Regions from separate parts of the Mus musculus genome. Here region 1 is linked to region 2. The links are chromatin contacts, called in public Hi-C maps. All regions are on one chromosome and are shown on one strand. The core of a region is the stretch at or near the end of the contact, and the rest is flanking DNA. Distances in the headings are between cores, read along the strand shown. Region 1 overlaps Sipa1l3 (signal-induced proliferation-associated 1 like 3). Region 2 holds the start of Ryr1 (ryanodine receptor 1, skeletal muscle).

What was found. Hi-C and Micro-C count contacts between places; a contact is called where the count stands out from the background.
Region 1: a Hi-C map of myocytes shows a contact between it and region 2, with 2.7 times the contacts expected there. The contact joins the enhancer-like site here to the promoter of Ryr1 in region 2. A contact is called at or near these places in 12 of 484 Hi-C or Micro-C datasets (B cells, the G1E-ER4 cell line, the N1E-115 cell line and 7 more) and 4 of 9 other capture datasets (adipose tissue, embryonic stem cells, liver and 1 more).

Annotation. Positions count from the first base shown.
Region 1 is chr7:29,346,392-29,352,081 of GRCm38.p6, forward strand. Sipa1l3 (signal-induced proliferation-associated 1 like 3) reads right to left here. Exons shown (of 23, transcript NM_001081028.1): 15 at 4,302-4,420; 16 at 1,881-2,308. Among named protein-coding and RNA genes, the nearest start is that of Dpf1, 41 kb to the left of the region's middle. Within about 2 kb of position 4,215, at least 40 of the 459 cell types and tissues checked have an H3K27ac peak or open chromatin away from gene starts, as enhancers often do. A contact at or near this core is called in embryonic fibroblasts and myocytes, where this site is marked.
Region 2 is chr7:29,120,692-29,126,576 of GRCm38.p6, forward strand. It overlaps Ryr1 (ryanodine receptor 1, skeletal muscle), which reads right to left and starts at 4,460. Exons shown (of 106, transcript NM_009109.2): 1 at 4,274-4,460. The coding sequence starts at 4,324.

The DNA.
Region 1 (5,690 bases), core at 2,965-5,464, 230 kb after region 2:
TTTCTTTGTCTCCATGGCAACACTCCTGGGCTCCCAGAGTCAGGAGCTCCTCAGAGGAGGGAATCGAGGACTCAGGCACTCCCAATCTGCTGGGGTTTTTTTTTTTTTTTTCCTTCTTTCTCTCCCAGCTCTCCTATTTCTGCTTGTGGTTCTGGGATTTGAACTCTGGGCCTCACAAATACTAGGCAAACATTGTCCTACTATGCTACATCCCCAGTACAGCCATGATGGTTTTCAAATCTGTCAGAGACCCTTGGGGGAAATCATGAAATCCTTCTAGCAAGGAGGGAGCTATGTTCCTCAGTTTACGACTGGAGCAGATCAAGGTGTGCAGCTAATGAGAGCCACTGCTTGGAGCCCAGCTATTTCTATGCAGAAACACAGCTCTCTCCCACGTGAGCTTCTCTGAGTGTGGTCCTGAGACTGCACCCATCAATAGCTTAGAGCTGGAGAGATGGCTCTGCGGTTAAGATCACTGAATGCTCTCCCAGAGGACCCAGGCTCAATTCTGAGAACCCACAGGGTGGCTCACAATCATCTGTACCTCTAGTTCCAAGGGATCTGATGCCCTCTTCTGGTGTCCTTAGATGCCAGGCACATGTGTGGTACACAGACATACATAACACATTAAAAAAGAGAAACAAAAGGAAAAGGAAAAGGAAAAGAAAAAGAAGCCAGATATGGTGGCATACACCTTTAATCCTGACATTCTTAAGGTAGGGGCAGGTGGATCACTGTGAGTTCAAAAACTACTTGGGGAGTTCCAGGCCAGCTAGAACTATATAGTGAGGCCCTGTCTCAAAATAAATAAATGAATACATTAAAGAAGAAAAGAAATGAAACAAAGGCATGCGGTTATGGAGGCCCCAGGTTCACAGGCAAAGATGCAGGAAGTCTTTACCCCAGGAAGGCCTGAGCTTTTCTGGAAGTCCTGGGTTCAGGCCAATTAGGCAGAGAGGCTGTGGCTTCCAGAAGCATGTCAGTGGGGCACGGGGATGGGACCAAGCTGGTCCCTCTACTGAACACTGCCTCCCTTTCTTGGGCAGACTGTCCATTGCTTTCCCAGGCGCACTAAGTGTGTGGGTTCAGACTCAGGGCTGAGGTACTTGCCTCTCCCTATCTGCCTTCCTATTTGTGCTGCTCAGAGCGTGGCCCTGAGACCACCATGTCTATCCACATCTACGAGCTTTAAAAGAAAATGCATCTTCCTGCACCCCACCCAGCCTACCGAGGCAGAACTCAGGGTTGGGGGTGGGCTGATCAGGAGTGGGTCTGGAGACTATGGCTCAAAGCCAGAGGCTGGAGGGCCACAGTGGGCCTTTGGAGACCCACTTGCAGCTGGGACAGTCACATGACACCACCAGCTGTGGGTGGTTCTGAGGACGCATTTGCCTTTTCCACCCAGAGGAGCATGGCAGAGATGCTGTAACTCGCCTTTGTTCTCTGACCCCATCTTGAGACCTGACAGCCACCGGCATGGTAAGAGCTGAGGTCCACAAAGGCAGAGACCAGTCCTTGGGACCCACCCAGCAGGCGGCGGCGGCGGTGGCGGCGGCCTACTCTACCCACTCTGGGCATTGTGTTGGAAGACTGTTAAGTCCCTACTATTTTGACCTGCATAAATACACCTGTGATAGATAAGATCTGAAACTCCTCACAGAGTTAAAACCATCGGTCATAGAGAGCAGAGAGAAGACAGAGGGCCAGAGAGAACCCGAGACAGATGAAGACAGACAGACAGCCAAGAGCTGCTCTCCCTGTCTGGTCTTTTGTCTCCCTGACGGGTATGTGGCGTGAGCTCTCCAACCCAACTCTGCAAGCACAGTTATCAGCAAGTGTATTTTGGAGAAGGATCTCAAATTAGGGGTGTGGGTTCTCACCTGGGTTGCCTTGGTGGGTCTCGGCTGCCCCCCACCAGGCCTGGAGGAGTGCAGGAGCCCGAAGAGTACAGCTTCGGCCGGTAGCCCTTGTTCTGGCCGGCCACCACAGGTGCAGGGGACACTTCCCGCCGTCTGTCCACAGGGTGGGGTCTCCCGGCCGACTCTCGGCCCCCGCCACAAAGACCTATATTTCCGGGAGGCTTGTGTGGCTTGGTGGGCCTCGGTGCTTTGGCTAGGGACATGCAACTGGGGCTGGAGGTGTAGAGCGTGGTATCGATGCCACTGTCACTCGAACCTCCCTTGGAGAAGGGGTCCTGCTCTGGCTCCAGGGGGTCCAGGGGGTCGAACCATCGGTCATCACTATGGCTGCTGGAGGCGTTGCTGGAGAGGGTGTTGCTGCTGGAATGGCTGGAGTACTGAGGTTCGCCCTGGAAGGAAGGCAGGTGTGTCTGCCTGACTCCAGGGATGGGGGCCTCTGCCCACACTGCAACCCAGAGCCAGACGCATCCATATTCTGGCTCCTCCCTTACTGGTACAGTAACTCTACATGACAGGAGTTACTTTCTCCCAGCCTGAGTTTTGTAAAGTGGCTGTGTGATTAGAAGTCCTGCCCCATCTGATGCTTGGACTGACGTATCTCAAACTGAATGTTTCTCAAACCGAGGTCTGGGGCTCCCTTCTAACCCCAGCTCCTTCCTTCCTCGAGTCTTTTCAGCACCAGCTCTGCAAACCTGCTGCCTATATCTTCCAGACACACGAAGGAGCTGTCAGGTTGGCACCCTCCTTTGTTCTCTCTGGGTCCTGTCTGGCACCGTCCCCCGTGGGGCCGCTGCTGCCCATTCCTCTTTATCTCCCTATCCAGATTTGTTCCCAATATGTGCTCAGAGGACAGCTGTGAGCATCTGTGTGCAATCACGTCCCTCCTCCCCTACTTGGAACTCTCCTGTGGCAATTTTAGGGCACAGGTCGGAGTCCTTACCACAGCTCGTGGGCCTCAGTGGTCTGACTCATGCTCTGGTATCTAATGTCGCCTCCCTGTCTCTCTAGATCACTGCTCCAGCCACACGAGTCTCCTGTGTTCTCTGGATGTGGCAGGAACAAGCCTCCGGGCCTTTGCACTTGTTGTTCCCTGTCTGTGACATTTTTCTCTCAGCTCTTTTTATGGTTCCGTTCTGACTTCATTCAAAGTCACCTTCTGCACTGGCTGGCTTTATGTCGACTTGAGACTAGAGTCAACAGTGAGGAGGGAATTGCCTCCGTAAGACCAGGCTGGAGGCAAGCCTCTAGGGCATTTTCTTAATTAGTGATTGAAGGGAGGGCCCAGTTCCATAGATGGTGCCATCCCAGGGCTGGTAGTCCTGAGTTCTCTAAGAAACCAGGCTGAGCAAGCCAGTAAGCAGCAACCCCCTTCCCCCCATGGCCTGTGCATCAGCTCCTGCCTCCAGGTTCCCGCCCTGTTTAAGTCCTACCCTGACTTCCTGTGGTGACGACCAGGGCAGTGGAAGTGTAAGCTGAAGCGACCTGTTCCTCTCTGAGCGGCTCCCTGGTTTTGTTTCAGCACAGCAGTAGTGATGCTGGCTAGGACGCCTCCTCCCAGGGCTCTGGTGAGTATTACCTAAGGCCACACTAGGCTTTCTTTACATGCTATTATGCTTCTGCCCACTTAGGGCTTGCTACCCACATTGGGTTGTCAGCTTCCTCAGGACAGTGGCTCCTCTGTCCTCTTCATCTGTATGGTCCCAATGCTCAGCCTGAGAAACGAGGTCGTCAAGACCAAACTGGACATACAGGACTCCATTTCCCAGCCTTCTTTGCAGGGATGGAGCCCTACCCATAGCAATGCATGTGGGTGACTCATGCCATTTCTGTCCTGGGCTGAAAAATCTCCTCCTTGAGCCCCCTCTTCCTTCTACCCTACCACTGGCTGCAACAATGCAGGTCCTAGCAAGGGACCCAGGACAGGGCTTGGAGGCCTTGAAGGACAAGCAAGTGACAGCAGGGAGCCTGAGTCCCTGACTCACCCTGTGCCACACTGCATCCTGCTGGGGAGAGACTGACTTTCTATGGCAGAAGGTCTCTGAAATGCAGGGGCTGCAGGCACAGTACTTGCCTACCAGGACCTCCGTGGCACAGAGAAGGAGGAAAGGATTTGTCAGAGGTTACTCGGCTGAGCGTTGGAGCCAGGATGTTATTTAGCCCCTGTAGAGGGGATCGTAGCTATGGCTGAGGATGAGCCCACACCCAGAGGAAAAGCTGCCCAGCCGTCTACAGCCATGTGCTCAGGAAAGCCACCAGCCAGCCAGCAGCCAGCAACCCGCCAGCAACCAGCCATCGCAGGCTTCACGCCCTGAATGAGGCAGGGCAGGGCAGGGCAGGGCAGGGCAGGGCGAGGCAGGGTAGGGTGGGGTAGGAGTGACTCACTTTGGAATGCCTATTGGGAGAATCTTTGCCAGCTGCGTCCTGCCTGGAGGGATGCTTGCTGCCAATGCTTCCAGTCATGGCGGAGAGCCTGGCCTGGGCCGGCACGTGCCACAGAGGCTCTGCAGGAAAAGAGGAGACACATTGGTGGTTAGGGGTGATGCAGGTCAGGGCCTGGTACTCCTCTCTAACTGCGGCTGCATGGTCCTGCACTGGCTAACCCGTCTGCTCTTCAGGCTCTATCAGTGCAGGCCTACGCCAGCACTCAGGGGCAGGGGCATTTGATGAGCATGTACTATGTGGCAGAAAGCACTCTTTGAGCTTCATGTGGTTAACTCATCCCCAGAGGAGGCTGAGCACTGCCAAGTACTGGCCAGCTGCAGCCGTGTAACAGCTCCTTCCTGACGGAAGAGACTGGAATCTTACTGATGCATGTGCGAGTATGGGTGCCTGAGTGCCATGGCGTATGTGTAGAAGTCAAGGGCAGCTCTTGGGAGTTGGTTCTCTCTTTCCACTATATTGATGTGGAGCTGGGATTAAGGCTGTCAGTCACTCCCATCCCCAGCAGATGTGGGTCCCTCTTGTTCTTTCTGGAACTTCACTCCAAACTAGCTGCTCTGAGGCTACAGGCAATCTCCTGTCTCTGTCTTCCATCTCACTGTAGGAATGCTGGAATTGCAAGTGCATATTACCACATCTGGAGTACAACCACATTTGAATTACAGATGTGCACCATCACATCTGGCCTTTTGCATGGGATCTAGGAATTTAATACAGGTTATCAGGTTTGTGTGGCAACTGCTCTTATTCAGAGTCAACTCCCTAGCCTTGTATTCATTTATTAAAAATTTTATTACATCACTTGTTTGTGTCTCTGCCCACGTCCCTGGGGACTGAATTAAGGTCTTCAGGCTTGGTGGCAAGTGCCATCTTGCCAGCCCCTTGTTTGTTTTTGAGACAATGTCTCGGTTATAGAGCCCAGGCTGGCCTGGGACTCATTTTGACCCTCCTATTTCAGCCTTTCCAATGTTGGGACTCTAGACACGCACCACCATACCTGGCTGCATGTATCACTTTGCTGGGCAGGGCCAGCACTACTGAAGTAGATACGAGAACCACCTTGAGTAGAAGGGTGTCATCAACGCTCAGAGAGATCAAGTAACTTGCTTGAGGTCAGGGAGGGAGAAACTGCCAAGCAGGACGTGGAGGTCAGAGTCTCTGCCATCTAGTTCCCCACCATTCTGGGGCCTGCCAGCAACAACCAACAGTGACCACAAGGGCCTGCACAGTGTCCTAAGGATGGGCAGTCCTCAGGCCTGGTAGGCGTGACTCAGACCTCCAACCTTCCTTGGAGGGGAGATGGACTCTGCCAAGGGCTTGGATCACGGTAGA
Region 2 (5,885 bases), core at 3,210-5,709:
TTGTACACATAAAATCTCGATAAGAAGTAAACTTTTTATACATCCTCTCAGAGGTCACCCTGCAAATTCCCAAGCACAAACATCTTCTAATCCTGAGTGGCAGGTCACAAAGACAGTCTGCAATCCCTCGGCCTGGTCCAGGAGGAGACAGAAGCATGGCCGAGTGACAGTGGCTCTGTCCTGGTGTCTCCATGCTGACATCCTGGTACTCACTGGGCATCTGTATACCCATAGTAATTATGCAGCCTGGACATTATTTAGCAAGAATGTACTGGCTGTCTTATGCTTACGGCCTCCACTCATTTCACACACACTTCCTGAGTATGTACTACCTACCTGCCAGGCACTGACCTCACTGCATCAAATACAGTAGGGAAACCCTGCACCCAGCGAGCTGATACGCTCATGTGTATGTCACCAGCCATCAACAAGTGAGTAAATACATAAGCTTATAGTTAGTGGTAGGTGTTCTGGGAAAAAAAATAAGTCAGTGTGATATAACAAAGTAATATTGAGGTAGGTGGGGAGAAGTGACACACAGCTAGCCCAGAAGATGACCTTTGACCTTTGGGTCTTGTTCAAATAGAAAAAAAAAAAAAAAAAAGCACGGAAGAGTGTTCCAGTGGGTGCAGGAGGTGTTAAGAGCTTCCGGGAGTGGTGGCGCATGCCTTTAATCCCAGCACTCAGGAGGCAGAGGCAGACAGATTTCTGAGTTCGAGGCCAGCCTGGTCTACAAAGTGAGTTCCAGGACAGCCAGGGCTATACAGAGAAACCCTGTCTCGAAAAAACAAACAAACAAACAAACAAACAACAAAAAAAGAGCTGACAAGTGAGATGAGATTGTGGGAAGGTGATACGAGGTCACTTTGAATTCTTATTGGGTGGTTTTTCTTCTTTTTTTTTTGTTTTTGTTTTTTCTTTCCATTTCTCTGGATAAGGAAACTGAGCTCAGAGGGAAAAGTTCAAGTCATTTTCCCAAACAGAGAAAGTGAGTGAGTGGCAAAGCCAGCATGTAGCAGGGAGTCTGATCCTGACAGCAAACCTAGTCATACAGAGTTGACTCCCACGGTCTCCTGTAGGAGGATGACGTGAAGAGGAGCCCTGGCTCCAGTCGCTGCTTCCCAAACTGGTTGAAAGGATGCACATCTGGCGTCTCATCCACTCCAGAAGCCGAGGCAGAAGCTTGAGTCCAGGAGTTCAAGACCAGCCTGGACAGTATATTGAGACACTATCTCGATAGATAGATAGATAATAGATAGATAGAGATGATAGGCAGACAGATGATAGAGAGACGATAGACAGATAGGCAGACAGACCGATGACTAAATGAGTATATGGTTGGTAGATAATCAACAAAGAAGTACAGACTACAATTAAATAGTGCAATTTCCAAAGCCAAGAATAGCTGGGTGGAGGGATATCTTTAAACCCAGCACCTGCAGGGGTTAGGAAGCAGAGGCAGGCAGATTTCTGAGTTCGAGGCCAGCCTGGTCTACAGAGTGAGTTCCAGGACAGCCAGGGCTACACAGAGAAACCATCTCGAAAAGAAACACACAAACACAAACAAATAAAAAAGAAAAGGAAGAAAAGCCAACACCAAGCAAGATAGCTCAATGCCTATTGTTATTCCAAATATTTTAGAAGTGGAGACAGGAGGATATGGAATTCAATATAAATGTATCTGAGGGAAAAAAATCAGTGTGTGCACACACACCTTTAAGCCCCGCACTCAGGAGGCAGAGGTGGGGGATTTCTAAGTTCCAGGCCAGCCTGGTCTACAGAAAACACAGAGAAACCCTGTCTCAAAAAACCAATCCCCCCAAAAGAAAAGCATTGGGGAAGCAGAGGCAGGTGGATCGCCGCAGTGAGGTTGAGGAGAGCGGGACCTGCATGGGGAGTTCTAGGCTAGCCAAGAGCTTTTTTTTTTTTTTTAAGTGAGTGTGAATGTTCGCTGGGGTTGTCTGTAGTATCAAAATAGTTAAGATGTGACTAGCTCAGTGTGCACAAGTGAAGATACAGGCGAATGTGTGGTGTAGTCACACAACAGGATATCACTAAGCTCCTCCACAAACCAAATTCAGGCTAGACACAGGCTACATGTCAAAAACTACCCTGAGCGGAAAGACAGACAAATGAGCGCACTTCATATATGAAATGCCACTGGTAACTGATAGAGTGTATGTGGTAGACAGCTCGGACGGAGTGATTGCTACAAATGGTGGGAGGGGCCTCCCGGGGTGAAGGAAGGGTTTCGATGCTGGTTACTTGGTCAGCACAGTGTGTCAAAACCCACACACACCAGACATGGTGGTGAATGCCTGCAAGCCCAGGACTTGAGAGGTGGAGACAAAAGGATCAGGAGTTCAAGGTCACCCTTGGCTATGTGTCAAGTGTGAAGCCAGCTTTCCGTACACACAGAGCCTCTCTAACACCGCCCCGTTTGAATCTCTATAATTTATAGCTCGTCAGTTATACCATAGTCAAGTTGATGGTTTGGTTTGGTTTGGTTTGGTTTGGTTTGGTTTGGTTTGGTTTGGTTTGGTTTGGTTTGACACTAAGTTTTCCTAGGTAACTTAGGCTGCTCTTGAACTTACAACATTGCCCAGGCTGGCCCAGCACTGGAATCATGGATCTATACCACCACAACCTGCTTTAAAGTTGGAATTTTTGTTTGTTTGTTTGTTTGTTTGTTTAATAATACCAATAAATACATAAGCCACGCCCTGGGTTGCTATACAGATTCTTTCTTATAGGGGGGGGATATGATGTAAACGAGGGGTTTTTTTGGTTGTTTGGTTGTTTGGTTGGTTGGTTTTTGGAAGAAAGTACCACACAACCCCAGTAACATTGAGGCAAGCAGACCCATCCTGGGGCCTTTGACCCCCTGACACTGGCTACCCTAGCAAGCCTGGTCCAGATTTCCTCTTTTGAAAGCAAACCTTGGCCTCCCAGGGCACTCAGGGAGGCCACTTCCTGGCCTTGACCTTGGGCAAGTCTACCACATGGGGCTTGGTTTCCCTCAAATCTCCCTGGGAGATAAAGATAGGGCCCTACCTCAGAAGATAGGGCAATGAGAATATAATTAGACACCTCAGGAGGCTGAGGCCCTGGGCACGGGGCCTGGTGCAGTGACTGCTCAGCAGCTGGGAGCCACAGCCATTGGCTTACTAGGGCAATGGAAAGCCATGGTGTAGGCTAAGGGGCTGGGGCTGGGGAGAGGCCCTCCTCCAGTGGCTTCACAGTCCAGCTGTCCCCATCCTTCATTACCAGCCCCAGCTGTTTGTTCCTCCCTCCCAAGAAACCGGACCCAGCCTACCAGGGTCCTATTCTGGGTCAGGAATGCTGCGTCAGCATTTCTGTGTGGACCCAGGACCTCGGGGGTGGGGGGTTGGGGGGGAGAGAGTGCAGGGTCAGCAGACCTGGCCCCAACAGAGACCATCTCCCATATCCAACCCCCATCTCAGCCCATGGGAGGATATGGTGGGAAGGACTAAGAAAAAGGCAGCCCCTCCCCCTCTTGTCCCCTCCCTGTCCCCTACCCAGAGCCCAGAAAAGAGGGCTATTCTGGGAGAGACACCTGTTGTCCCAAGTCCCATCCCTGCCCCCAGCTGGAGATCTGAGATTCAGAGAGACAGGATCAGAGGGACAGCCACACGCAGAAGGCTGAAGCCAAGGGCCAAGAGACAGAGACTCAGACATAAGATATACCAAGGAGCTGAGAAAGACTTCATCACCCAGGTACCCTCAGAGGCCATTAGCTGACATAGTTAAATCCTCCTCGCCAAAACCGAGGGGAAAAGTACATTGAAGCTCCAAGAGACCCCCAAGGAGACGGCCAAAGACTAGGAGTTGAAAAGAAAGGTGTTGTCCAGCCCACCCCAGCCCCCTTCCCAAGAATTTAAATAGGTCAGAGCCTGGAGCAAGAAGGGAATGAGGGCTGGGGTGGCGGTGGAGGACAGCTAAATTAAGCCCAAGAATTAGAACCACCTTCCTCAAGTGCCTGCTTCCAGAACGGCAGGAGGCGGGGTGCTTCCTCAATGACCCCAAATCTCTTATGTCAGGAGAGGGCGTCTGAGGATCCCACCCTCTCCTGCCCACTCGGTCCTCCTAAATCCTGCTAATTCTCCGTGGTCGAAAAGGTGATGAGAAAAAACGGAAAGACAAAGTGACCTCGGATTTCAGAGACCACCAGCAAGCAGGGAAGAGACAGAGAGACTCTCAGAAAAGTAAGCAAGAAATCACCCAAGACCTCCGGACCCAGACAAAAACGTACCGTCCGCAAAAACTGGACCTCGTCCTCGCCTTCACCTCCTCCATCACCCATGATGGCAATCCCCGGGTGTCCCGGGCTAGGGTCTGAGGATGGCGAGAGGGGGCTGCAGGCTTGGCGGGGAACCTGAGGGCGGGCTGGGGTCGGAGACCTCTAGGGAAGCCAGAGGCACCCGCGAGGGAGATGGAACTGCAGGAAGCATGCCCTGTGCGGGACACAATGAGAGAAGGTCCCCGCCCCACCGCACACCCATTGGGCAAGCATGGGACAAGCTACGCCCCTGTTCAGAACCCCGCCCACAGCACAAACTCTTGGTGGAAGGTGTTCGTTCTCTCCAGTGAACTGGGTGTCTAGAAAGTAGCTGAGTGGCCATGGTCACAGTGAGATATCATGTATATATTTGTTTGGCTGGCTCTCCCTTTACCCCTTCCTCTCTCCCTCCCCTTCCCCTCCCCCTCCGAGTGTCATGTACTTCAGAATGGCCTTAAACTCCACATGTAGTCAAGAGTGATCTTGAACCTCTGGCCCCATCTGATTTATGTAATGCCGTGGTTCAAACCCTAGATCACTTGCATGCCAGGCAAGCATTCTACCATTGGGCTACACCCTCAGCCTAGTTCCATCCCTTTCTTAATGGCTAAACTGAGCTTCACCCTTGCTGCAGAATCACACAGTTGTAGCTTGGATGCACACCACATCCCCTAACATTAAAAAAAAAATCACTTAGTACCAGACAGAGTGGTATGGCTTATCATCCAAGCTCTGAAGAGATTGAGGCAAGAGGATTGTAAATCTGGAGTTGGGACCGCATAATAAGAGCCTATCTCAGTGTCAACCAGCCAGACCCCCTGGAACTCCGGGGGACTGGACCACCAACAAAAGAATACACATGGAGGGACCCATGGCTCCGGCCGCATATGTGGCAGAGGATGGCCTTGTTGCACATCAGTGGGAGGAGTGGCACTTGGGCCTAAGGGTGTTCAATGGATGCCCCAGTATAGGAGAATGCTATGGTGGGAAGACAGGAGTGGGAGGGTGGATGGGGGAGCACCCCCATAGAAGCAAGAGGAGGGGGGATGGGATAGAGGGTTTCCGAAGGGGAGATCTGGAACAGGGAAAATTTTTGAAATGTAAATAAAGAAAAGGAAGAAAAAAAAAAAAAAGACCCTGTATCAAAACAGAGACAAAAACAGGGCTGCAGGCATGCCCTAGTCGATATAATGTTTATCTAGCTGTCACAAAGCCCCGGGTTCCATCCATAAACTGGGAGTGGCCATGTGAGTCTGTAATTCCAGCAAGCAGAAAGGATCAGAAACTCAAAGTCAACCTCAGCTCCCTAGCTGGAGGCCAGCCTGTGCTACCTGATACCCTGTCTCAAAACTGGGGGGCAGGGGCATGGGTGTGGGAGGGGGGAGAGAAAACACCAGCCTGACCTTGAACTCGCAAACATCCCAGGCCTCTGCCTCCCAGCACTGAGGTTAAACAAATGCGTCACCCCACCCCACCCTACCCCACCCCACCCCACCCCACCCCACCCCACCCCACCCCCGAGCCCCCAGCTAAAACCTGCCTTTTGAAGTAGTCCTGACTGATGTCTCTTACCCACCTGTTGCAG